Regions from separate parts of the Mus musculus genome. Here region 2 is linked to region 1. Evidence: chromatin contacts called from public Hi-C data. All regions are on one chromosome and are shown on one strand. Each heading gives the region's core, a stretch centred on a gene start, on an enhancer-like site or on the middle of the called end of the contact. The rest is flanking DNA. Distances are from core to core; before and after follow the strand shown.

Region 1 (6,344 bases), core at 2,128-4,627:
GAGATCTGGAAGATGGATGTGAGAAGAAACTGAGAAGAGATTTTTTTGAAGGCCTGTGGAAAGGCAATTATTTTTACTTGTCAAATCTCCCCTCAAAGCATGCAAACTTGGGCAGTTGGGATTTACCACCAACCAAGCAGCTGACCCTTTTCCAGAATTTAAACAAACTGCCAGGTGAATCTTAGGAGGGCTTCATTCTCTCATTGGAGTGATCCGGCAACCCAACAGTTGGCTTCCTCTCTACTTTACTAATCCAAACACCAACGTGCCACATTTGTTTATCTAACAGAGAACTCCAAATGGGAATTCTACAGAGGAACTGATTGTAACTCAGAGTGAGGGCTTATATACATTTTCCTCCATTTTCCTATGGGGTTAGCAGATATATGAAAGAAAAAGTCACAGGATAGACGGGAAAGGACCAACTTGAACAAACCGCAAACTGACACCAGAAGAAATGGAGCGAGTTTGAGCATCCTAGAAAAACTTAGGAAAAAGAACAGTGATAAATAAATAATTAGGAAGATGCAGACAGTCCCTGACTTACAATGACTTGACTGTGGTAGAAAACCATGAGACATCTCTTAGTCTTGTGATACCCAATATGAAATTCAAATGCCGACCAAACAACAGAGAACAGGAACTCAAGTCCTCTAAGCACTCCTGAGAGCAAGCAAGAACAACATTACAATGCACTAGATTAAGGAGACGGACTGCAGCTTCTACTTAGAATGTTTTTAATTTACAATAGGGCTAGTTGGATGTACCCACATCTAACTTTGGTATAGTCATAATATCAAAAGTATTATGAGCTGAAATAAATGAAAATAAAACTTTAAGAAAAACAAAATCATGTCCATGAAAATAAAAAAAATATTTGGCTGCTAAAATGAAATATGAAAATTGAAACAAGCTTCCCAAGAAAATATTCCAGACTCAAAGACAATGGTAGAATTAACTGAGTAATGTTCACTCTAAGGGTTAAAATTGATATGTTGGATTTAGAAAATGGTGGGCACGATTTCTACCTAGCGTTTCTCATAGCTTTCTGATGTCTGCCTTCCCCTAACACATTTCAGATGGAAGTGATCCCCTCCTGCAATCAGGCTAAGCTAGTCTATCTCAGCCAATCTCTACAAATCATTTCCCAGCCCATTCATTACTCCAGAGGTGGCATTTTTCTCTATAGTCATATTAGACGAATGGGAAGAGCTCCTCTTGAATCAGACAAAATGTTTCATCAAGTACAAAATAAATTTTCATAATCGCTTAGACATACAACAAGGCTCCGTCTTGGATGGAGGTCTTCATCTATAACATAATACATTGGTTTATTGCTCAAAGCAGAGTAAGGAAGGGTTTACTATGATATCACAACAACATTGAAGACTCCATAGCAGCCATTAAACCAAACATCAGGACCCTTGTGGAATTGCAGTCTGGGCCAACTGCCTTTCAAACATTAAAGTCAAGACTAGGACAGACACAAGTGACTCAGGCCGCCTTAGCCAAGGCCTTCAAATAACAATGTGATCACAGGGGAAGATCTTCCTGCCTAAGACAAGCAATCCAAGCACCTTTGTGTCCTTCCAGGGTTTCCAGAGCAACCAAAGTCTTGTTCAAGGAAATTTCTGAAGTAAATCAGATTTGTCTATTTTACCAGGAACAAAAGCCACAATGAGGTCTGGTGTGCATGCCAAGGCTTGCACTGAGATGACAGTGCGCACGTCTTTCTAGTTTGCCAGACTGCCAGAAAAGCTACGTGTATTGCACCTCAGTCTTTCACAATCCTGAACAAGAACTTTGTTCAATTCCTCTACAGTCTCTGTGGCTATCGGACCCCCTCCCCCATCCGCACCCATCCAAGTAAGCAAACCCTGAACCCAAGAAAACTGAAGGCCAGGCACACAGTTCAAAAGCAAACTCCCAACACCCACATGTTCCGCAACAGCCTAGTAGAGGGGAATACAAAGATAACAGTTCCCAGAGGTGCATGTGTGTGGAGAGGGGCCTGTGTACATGCGCACACATGCACACAGAACGCTTCTAAAGAAAAAAAAAAAAGATTTAATAACCACACTAGCATCCTAAATAAACACCATTAACAAAAACCATTTTTCTTCTCATAGTTTGAAAGTTCTTGAATGTCAGGTTGATTTGGGCTGCAATGCAAAGGACTTGAGGCTTGCATTTACTTATCATTTCATTGAAGCTGCAGCAGGGGTGCAATGTATTTATATTTGTAGCTGAGCTCGGCCAAGTCAGTTTCTAGACTTATTAGGGCATGGCGATGTTGACACAGGGCTAAGTGCAAAGCCTTGACCTTTGCATTTCCGCCCTGACCTTGGAACTGAATTTACTCAGCCCATCTCAGAGCCTTTGCTTCTGGGGTGATGTCAGAGCAGCCTGCAGTGTTTAAAGAATCAGTTCACCCAAATGAGAGTTATTTACTTTGAATGTCATGGCAGGTCCTCTGAGGGTTGGTGAGATTTGTTTGTTTTGGGGAGGTCTGTTTGTTTGTTTTGCCCTTTGGGATGGGGCTCCCGATCATCACCCACATCTATTCTACTTCAGGGAAAGCAAACTGTCTCCTAAAATCTTTAAAGTTTACATCAAAATCTGCTAAACCAAAATGATGCTTTCCCACCAAATCTTGTTATATTTGGGCCACAATTCAATTAAAGGAACGCCCTCTGTAAAATGAACATATAATATTGAAGAAGAAATGAGCATAGTTTGTTAGATAGTAAGAATTTCTTAATGATTAGAATGTTGAATTCCAATTCTGTTTACATAACTTACTTCAAAAAGTCTAGTCATTTAAGTAAACTTAGTCTAGACAGAATCAGACTTTCTTTCTCATTTGTTATTAAGATCAATGTAGATGATAAACTCAACTTTATAAGGAAGCTTTGGGGCTGGGGAGATGGGTATAGGACTTGGTCCATAAGTGTGTGGGCCAGTATTTGGATCCCCAGAAATCATGTAAATAATAGGCAAGTTGGGTCTCCCACTTGTAACCTAGCACTCTGTGGCAGAGTCAGGGGATCCCCAGAGCATGCTGGCTATCCAAACTCCCACAGTCATCAAATTCAGTATTCAAGTGAGAAGTCCTGTATTAGTAAGAGAGTAAGAGAACATTCAGGACATTAGACACCAACCTGTGGCACACACGCGCGCGCGCACACACACACACACACAGATTTAGTCTTTCCTTCCTATGTATACCTTGGTCATAAACAACCTTAATGCTTCAAACTCCATTCCTTGGCTGAGATCCACTCTCCAAGATTTGAAGCCAACCAGGGAAAAGGAAAAGAATATATCAAATTACCCAAGTACTTAGCAGGAAAACAGACAGTGCGCATGGAAAGCATCTGGGGAGGGAGTTGGATCTATCAAAAACACTCAATGGCGAGAGAAAAGGCGATTTCCCCCTGAAGAGTGTGTGAGTATGTTCTATTGAGGTAAATTGGCTTCTCTATGTAAAAGGTGGTAGATCTGTTGATGCCATTGGCTGGGTTGCTCTTATCTCAACAGAGGGCTTGGCATTTGGGGCTCTAAAGTTTCTAAATCGGCTCAGTGCTAAACAGGGCTCTGAAAAGAACGTTCCATTTGAGATACCGAGTAAATGGGCTCACACAGCATGAAGTTTATTGTAGCTCAAGCTAATTTTCACATTTTTTTCCTCTATATAACAAGCTAGTCATTTGTCCTCTGTATTCATAATGGAAAGAAAACAAGAGTGTCTTTGTTTGTGTACAGTAACTAGATGCTGTAAAAGTCATTCAGTCAAGCTTCACTATGCTCTCACCTTTAAGCCTTAACCTGACTTGTAACAATATTTGTAGCCTCTAAAATTACACTGGTTGAACCCAGACGGAGTTAATCACCCTTCACTGTCTCAGAGAAAAGTATAATGACCTACCATTTAATGTGAAGCCATTAAAATGCGAGAGGGGGGCAAGAATTCACATGGTGTGTTTATAAATACCTCACAGACATGAATCCATACATTCAACCCTACCAGGACACTTTTCATATGGCATTTGTTTAGACAGCCAGATGGAAAATAATGACTGTTGTACACACAAGGCCAGAAGTGTCTGCTCTGTTAGCTGATGCAGCTCACTTTATACTTTTAGTACTGACATAAATTAATTCTAACAAATTCCATCTGTCCCAGAACAAAGAAAGACCCGAATCAAAGTGGAGTAATTAATGATATTCTTCCCTTCTCTTAACTACCATGACTCCCCACATAGGGCAAACCCATAAGGTCCCAGATTTCTACCTTCAAAGTATAACCAGAATCTTTCCATCAGGTCTGCTACATCACACAAATCCAAGGAGCCTGGTTCTTCTCACGAGCAGGGTCTGTGCTCCAGGAGGAGCACCCTCCTGAGGGCCCAGGATGACCTGTGATTGTGCAGTGCACAGAGCCTAGGTCACTTCTCTCTCCATGCCCGACTCCACCTCAGCCTTGGTTCCTTCCGAGGTAGCTTCTTCAGTGTTTATCATCTTGCTTCTACAAAGCATCCTCCTAGAGGATTTTTTAAAGACAGATTGCCAGAGCCACCTTGCCATAACCCTGGTTAGCCCAGAGCCTATAATCCAGACTAACTAGGAAGAGAGAGAGACTAGAAGGCATGAAAGATAAAGGTGTTTCTGGGCCTCAAACTGATAGAAATCAACGGACTCTGTGTCCAGAGTGCTGGGATTAAAGGCCTGTACCACTGCGCCTGGTCCTTATCCCCAATTTTTGAGTGTCTTTATAACATAAAAGTCTCATGCCAAGATAATTATGATTGTCAGTCACACGCATACACTAGGGTTCTTTTGGTTTCAGAAGAGCATAGAAAAATATACTTGTACATGTATATACCCATAACATGCATGCATTTGTGTTATAAAACATTACATATAACATATTATATGTTATATGTATGTGTATATGTGTATGTATATATGTATACTATATGTGTATATATTATATAGAACTATATAATATATAGACATATAATATATAGACTTAAATATAATTATTTATAATTATAAATATAAATGTGTTACCTTTAAAGAGGTTGACAATGACATGTCTGCCTATCACCACAAAGGCTGTGATGCAGGCTGAGGAAGCTGTTGAGCAGCCCTCAAAGCATAAGGCAGCTCCACAAAGATTCACCCAGTCCAAAGCATCATCAGGGCGATGCTTAACAAATCCCGATAAGGTCCTCTCCTCCCTCATGCAAACTTTGCTTAAAGAAGGAACAGCACTCTCATTTCTATTTTGTGGTTGGTCAGAGATAATTCTAAATTAGTTCCTCATGATCACTGTTTAGTAATGAGTTGCTATATCTAAGATAGATAGATAGATAGATAGATAGATAGATAGATAGATAGATAGATGATAGATAGATAGATAGATAGATGGATAGATGATAGATAGATAGATAGATAGATAGATAGATAGATAGATAGATAGATAGATAGATAGTGCTTTGTTACAGGGCATGAGAGACAAATGTGTTCCTGTAGATGAAGCCTAACGTGCCTGATGTGTGCTGAATAAGGGTTAGGCACAGAAGCAAGAGGAAGAAACAGCATTACAGAAGACTAAGCCTGAAGAGCAGCGGGGTACCAATGCTTCTGTATTCTTGTAGTAAGAGAATGGCCACCGCAACTGGATGGGTAACAGATCCTGGCAGATGGACAGACACTAGAGGATTTCTGTCTTAATGCGTGCTACACCAGACTTTCTTTGGATCACAATGAGGCCCCCCTCCCCCCAGTCTCTAATCTTCAGGGTAACCTTACCCAGTGATGACTCAGTAATGATTTGTACATTTGAATTATCCTGAAATGGGCTCCATGTTCCACGCTTTTTTTTCCCTTATAAATCAATAGTACTTCACTGAAATGGCAATATGCTCAGCAAAGAAGCAAACTCGCTCAAAATCGAAGGGAATGCAACTAAAACAGACTCAGAGACACCTGTTTCCTTTCATTTTTGTCTCCTTTAACAAGACCTCTAATCTTACTGTAGTAATTCTGATAGAGATAATAGTGACCACCAAAGCCAGCCGGAAGAGCTGGCTGGAGTCAAGCCTCGTTTGCTCCCTTTCCTCCCTCCTAAGCTTCTTTCTCACTAGAAAAGCTTCTCTTAGCACTTAATTCAGGCTTCTCCAAAGCCACATCTTTGCATCAATGATTGGCTTGCACTTCAGGTTCTTTCCCCCAGTGTTTTAAGCTTTAGGTTTCCTGTAAGGCAGGTACCATCCACAGGGCTCTCTCAGCATCACCAGGTCCTCCTGTAGTCCAGAACTCCTACCCAGAGATTCTCT
Region 2 (6,344 bases), core at 2,831-5,330, 240 kb before region 1:
GAGTGGGGTGGGGGGAGCTCAGCTATGTACAGAGTTAATGAAATCAAAGCAAGAAGAGGGGTCCGGGTGGGCCCAGTGCTCCTTTTCTGGAAGGAAACTGAGGCAGGAGAGAAGACGGCCTTAAAAATTTTAAAACCTCAAATATCTTTAAACTTGAAACTTTTTGTTAGAATAGCCTCCAATTTTATGATGTTTTAGCGATATTAAGGCAAGAAAACCCTCCAATGTGGCTGATGCATATTATTTTAATACACAAGGAGTTCTCCCTAAGGGAAACTGTTTTCCTTGGGGCATGGGGGGTCCTCTCCAAGCAGTTAACCATTTCTGTGGAGCAGGAGGCCATGCCTTTGCCTAACTCCTTTAGCTTCCTAGAACTGACTCTATTGAGGGACAGTCCACCAAAATCAAAAACAATGGTTTTAATGCCTATAGGGAAAACAAAACAAAACAAAAAAACAATCATAGTAAGTATTTTTATTTCCAGTACATAGGGACAAGAAATGATAATTATCTCTACATACAAAGGAGGAGCATTCCTCTAAGAAGGGAGGGAGGGAGGGAGGGAGGGAGGGAGGGAGGGAGAGAGCGAGGGAGTAAATAAAGTAAGATTGTTGGTCTGCCTATTCTATCTGTAGACAGCTCACCCCACAGTCAGTTTTCCCAATCAGAAATGAAGATGAACTCAACATGAACTCCTTGCTCTGCGCCTTCATTTTCTACCCTAAAGCAAGTCGGATGATTTGCAGTGTCTGTTACACAGGGGTTTTTTTTTTTTTGTTGTTGGTTTTTTTTTTTTTTCCCCCTCTACCATCACCTCCTCCTCAAGCTCTCCCTGTACCTCTGGGTTAGCATACTAAGCCAACTGGGGCTAATTAACTAGTTTGGCTACACAAAATCTTTTCTGCATTTAATTACATTAACTTAATGTGACTTGAATTCAACAGACCAAAAAACGAAACCACTAATTATATTAAGGGCTTCAAAGTTGATTTCAAATTGCTAACCAGCAAACTGTCCTATAATTTATTCCATTTCCTTTAATAGATTTTTTTCATATTCAAAAACTTGTATCCTTTGCACATACCATCTAAGAAATAAATTTGAACAATAGACTAGAATACTGATTTTTTTACTAACAGGATGATATTTTAAACAGTACATATAAGACACACACATAAATACCCTCAAACCATTGAAAATTGTACAGTGCATCACATTCACTGATTTTGAAAAGACCAAAAGGTTGGAAATACTTAGAGAGTAGCAAGATCCTGGTAAATGTGATTAACGTGAACGCTAAGATATACCGAGGCTTGGATGTGATTTTTTTTCCTTTTAAAAACTTGATTCTTACTCATGGAATTAATGTTTTTAGTATATTGCAAAGTAATTGAGATGAAAAGTCTTGAATGACAGCATCACTCTTTTTTTTTTTTCCCCAGTTTTTTGAGACAGGGTTTCTCTGTGTAGCCCTGGCTGTCCTGGAACTCACTCTGTAGATCAGGCTAGCTTTGAACTCAGAAATCTACCTGCCTCTGCCTCCCAAGCACTGGGAGTAAAGGTGTGTGCCACCACTGCCCGGAGACAGCATCATTCTTCAATGATTTTTGTCTAAGTCGTCGTAGAAGGGCATCCCTTAACAGAGTAATGTCAATTCTACCAAGATCCGTGACCCAGAGACCAGAAAGAAGCCACTGTGAATTACAGAAATACCCTCGATGGCCTGCCAGTGACGATGAGATGTCCATAACCTAGATGGCCAGCTATGCACAGTCCCCAGACTTTCTGGAAAAGGACATTTTCCTAATGATTTTTTTTTCAATATATTTGTCTACTAATGTGGTGAGTGTACATTTGTGTGCGTTGAGGCTGGAAAAACCACATCCAAGATGGTAGACGGGTCTTGAGATTTGGTAGGTATTTTTTCCTGCGGAGCCATTTTCCTAATTTGCAGAAAAGTCTCTGGAGCTTCTTTCATCGGGCACATCAAGGAAGAGACACACCCACACCAGCACCTCCCCCAGCCCTCAACAAGAACAAACAACTCATCTCTAAAAACTGGCACCAGTCCATAGTACACAACAAAATATAATTTAAATAACACCCAATACCTTGTTTAAATTTTGTCTTTAGAAAGGGAGACAAGAAAATTGTATCTTTTAATTGGTCTACAAAAGTATTTTTAACCTTTAATGTTGGGCAAGTCAGATGAAAGGATTCTTATCATCATCAGGCCTGAACTAGCCAACTTCTCAAAAATAATGCTCTGTGCTTTGGCTCACATCTGTAATCACAGTGTTTCAGGGGCAGAAGCAGGAAGGATGCTGATGACTTCAGAAAGTCACTGGGCAGCCTAGGCAGCATATGGAGACCCTACCTAACGATAAAGAACAGTGATAGTAATGCTAGTTCGTTGCTTTCTAAAAGAAACAAAACAGCGATGGCAGTACTATTCTATTATACACATGACGAAGGGTTGGATAAGTCTTCCAAAATCTCTCATGGTAATTAAAAACTTAGAACCAACTGAGAGAAAATTTAGGCAATTCTGGTCCCAGAGTATGAAGGCAGGCATGACAGTTCTTTTGTGGCCCTTTCCCCCACTATCCAGATCCCTAATTGAACTGTGCAAGAAAAACAGCTTTAATCAAGATGATCTCATCTGCTTAGTAATTATGATTTATTATTATATGTAGGTAATTTCTATTTCTGAATAAACACACTAATTATTGTTTTTCCTCTTTGAAGCTTACATGTCAAGGTCATTATTAAAAAAATGTCAAATTCTTGATAAATTTTCACTATCAAAAAGGCCTGACATAGAACTACTGCCACAATTCCATCAACATTTCTCTTCGATGTAAGTTAACTTTCAAGAATTAATTTGTATATCGCCTCCATATATGTGCTTATTAAATTATACAAAATAAGACTTTAAATCATATCTGTGCCTATGACAACAAGATCTCAAGAAGATCTCTAATAGTAAGTCTTTAGATTAATACAACAATGAACTTGACCCAGCCATATCACAGGTCTTCTGAATTAGCAAAGGTGATTTTAAGTTAACCTGCTCTTTCTAGATTTCCTAACACTACTGACCGCTGTCTCATGAAAAAAGCTACAGCAAACCTCTTTCATTTCTCCCTATGGCCATTGCAATCTGGACATGGGAGCTTGACACAGGAATGAGTCGAGGTGGAGAAGGAGGAAATGGATGGAGATGAGGAAGAAACAATGAACTGTTTAAAGTATTTCCCACTGAGGTCTTTTGATTAAGAGCCATTGCATGTGGCCCACAAAGGCTAGTAGGTAAAGTTGTGGTGTACTCCTGACCAGACACAAAAGGGCAACAGCTGTGCCCTGAGATGAGTCAAAAGAAGATAATAGATGAATACTAATATTAATGATATTTTATCTTGCTGTAGGGTAGAAAAAAATTAAATCAGTCAGATTTCAACCTTATTAAACACCCCACATATACACACACACACACACACACACACACACACACACACACACACTTAAACTTGATAGGGAAAAGTATCCCTCTTTATTTTACTAATTCATTAGCATTGTCTTTTTCATTTTTCACAGCCTAGTTAAAGGACACAGCGTGCTCCTGGGAATTGCACACACATACAGAATTAACTTGGTAACAAGAGGTCAGGCAACAGCGTACACACTGGGCAGGAAATATGAGAGCAAACTGGAAGCAATCACATCACCTTTTCCATTTAATCTCCTGACATAAGAAGGCAAGCATCTCAAAGGGGGAAAAGGAAACATAGCGTGTAAGTCTTTAGATGACTCTCTTCAGCTTTGAATTAGGGGAAAGCGGGCAATTAAGATCTTTTCATGGCTATCCTATATTTGCCTGAGCGACAGACATTCAAGAGCACATGATCCAATTTCGTTTGTTTGCTGGTACACTTTACAACGCTGTCTGAAAACCAACATGATTTCAGCCAGGAGTTTAAACACACTTGATCATCGGAAAGAAGCAACAAGAGACTCAGGCAGAAGAAGCAATTATCCCAGAGGGAGCACGTGGCTCTCCACACAGCTTGGGGAGCCGCCAGCTGAGAACACAGGCCAGGGAGGAATTCCGTCTAGGACTGTGGCAGCTGCAGTTCCCCGGCTACTTCCGTCTTTTGCTGAACTTCGCCTCTTCCTCCTCCGAGCAATTTATAAATTGGTGAAGTGCACCTATGATAATTTGATGACAGACTACATCTAGCCCAGCTAATTGCAGGCAAGTGGGAGGCACCCTGCAGAGACACAGTTAAGTTAGAGGGAGAGGATACTTTTCATTGTGAAGGATAAATTAAGACCTTTCCTTATAATGGGAGCACACCACCAGAGGACCTATTCATGAAGTGTTATTTTAACAAAGAGAAAAAAAGCAAAGATTAAGAAACATGGACTTCTTAATGTCTACCTAGTTTTCTTGCATAAGTGGGGGCTTAAAGACAAGAATAGAAGACTTGAATTTGGCATTTTCTGCTGCAAATCCATTGGGGGGGGGCACTACAGCATGGTCCCTAAAACAATCAAGGGAGAAAACTCCCGTCTAATTTATAATATTCCAAACTCCAGCTGGCCACTGCAGCCAGCTGATGAAATGGCAGGCAGATGACCCAGCATAAGCTTTTAGCTGATTCCCGAGGTGTCTGATTCCCAAGCCATTTAGACTAGAACCCCAAAGTGAATCGCGTAAAAAAACCAAGCAATATAAAGAGCGGTTTTGTCATAAAGTAGCCTTTGCAAGCCATCTCCTAAAAGCAAGGGAGCTGATTTGGCTTTTACGTCTATGAAAATTCTGGGCAGATTACATGGTAGTATTCAGCTTGGATATGAAAAATTAATTTAGCCCACAGCTACTAAACTTAATGTATTATTTCCTTCACAGGTCTCATGAAACAATGTCCTGCTGTTTTAAAGGTAAAAGCCAAGTCTTATGGGCAATTTTCACTCTCCCACAAAACCTGGTTGGCTTTTTATCGCCTCCCCAAGCCATCTGGCTATAATTCTGAATTTACATATAGCCACCGCTACGACCGTCTGAAATAAAAATCTACGGAGGAATTATGACTGCACTCTAGAAATAAAGATGACAAATGTTCATAGTATTTGAGAAGAGAAAAGCTCGCTTTCAAACTCTTGGCTCTTTTGAGTTACAAGGACAAGAGCTGAAAATACTTTGCCAACAGCAAAGCGCTCTCTCGCTCTCTCTCTCTCTCTCTCTCTCTCTCTCTCTCTCTCTCTCTGCCTTCTTGCTGGGCTTCCTTGTTCTCTACAGTTTTGCTTGAGTGTGAGGATTTCCTTCTCCACCAAATACTTTGCAAAGATAATGCCTTTTCCAGAGACCGGGCCTAATTTATAACATTCTCTTACACCCTGACAGAGAGCCACAGTTGAGTGCAGCAGGAATCCTTGGACTTGGAAACACAGTGGGCAGACTGACTTTAGAAAAAGGAAATTTGCAAATATAAAAGAGCAACAGGATTATCTAATACTATTCACTGAGATCCTACACAAGTTTAAGCACATTTTGTAAAAACTGCAGGTTGAAGTTAAGTTTGATCTCTAGCTGCTCCTGTTTTCATCTCAGAATATCAAAGAATTATAAGGAAAAACATGCAAATAAGCAGCTGAAATTAATTGGTGAGTTAGTTAACCAGAACATCATGCCAAAGAGAATAGAGGTATAAATTCAAACCCATACTGCGAATTTCCTTTTCTTTTATTGAACATAATATGATGCTAGAAAAAAAACAAAACTCATTGACTTGACAGTTCTGTGCCTTAGTCATTGGGGATACATGAGAAAACAAATCACCCTCATATCTCTAAGCATTATGTTATATATTATGTGTGTGTGTGTGTGTGTGTGTGTGTGTGTGTGTGTAACTTATGAAGAATGATCACTTATTTATGTTTAGTGAATGTAATCCTTCAGGAACACAAAGACTGAACAAGAGTTCAAACATTAACATTAGGTGTTAGCATTAGCCATGCACACCTCTTGCCAGCTAGTGATGAACCATGCTACCTGAAAAGTTAAAACAAGAACTTCCCGTGGGCGTCTACTTCTATTCTGATCTATGAAAACCAAACAAAGGAGAAAGCTACTTATTTCAAAAAACATTTAAAAAACCATTTGGGTTGGCTTCAAAGACATCCTCTTACAATCATACGTGGTTCAGTTCCATAGCGGAGACGGAAAACACAAAGGAGAAATGCTCTGCCAAGAGCATCAAGGGACTACAGATTGCTATAATGGATCTACTGATTGCTCCCGGACCTCGGCTTAACCATCAAGGGGGCTACAATTGTTCATG

The links. A called contact is a pair of places that touch in the nucleus more often than the background predicts.
Region 2: a Hi-C map of nephron progenitors shows a contact between it and region 1, with 1.9 times the contacts expected there. The contact joins two enhancer-like sites. A contact is called at or near these places in 2 of 484 Hi-C or Micro-C datasets (nephron progenitors and neural progenitor cells), 7 of 115 datasets of contacts at active chromatin or transcription factors (astrocytes, differentiating embryonic stem cells, embryonic basal ganglia and 4 more) and 1 of 9 other capture datasets (embryonic stem cells).

Annotation. Positions count from the first base shown.
Region 1 is chr16:72,683,849-72,690,192 of GRCm38.p6, reverse strand. All of the region lies in intron 1 of Robo1 (roundabout guidance receptor 1), which reads right to left. Among named protein-coding and RNA genes, the nearest start is that of Robo1, 24 kb to the right of the region's middle. Within about 2 kb of position 3,377, at least 27 of the 459 cell types and tissues checked have an H3K27ac peak or open chromatin away from gene starts, as enhancers often do. A contact at or near this core is called in embryonic limb bud and nephron progenitors, where this site is marked.
Region 2 is chr16:72,922,352-72,928,695 of GRCm38.p6, reverse strand. All of the region lies in intron 3 of Robo1 (roundabout guidance receptor 1), which reads right to left. Among named protein-coding and RNA genes, the nearest start is that of Gm52247, 34 kb to the left of the region's middle. Within about 2 kb of position 4,080, at least 109 of the 459 cell types and tissues checked have an H3K27ac peak or open chromatin away from gene starts, as enhancers often do. A contact at or near this core is called in embryonic limb bud and nephron progenitors, where this site is marked.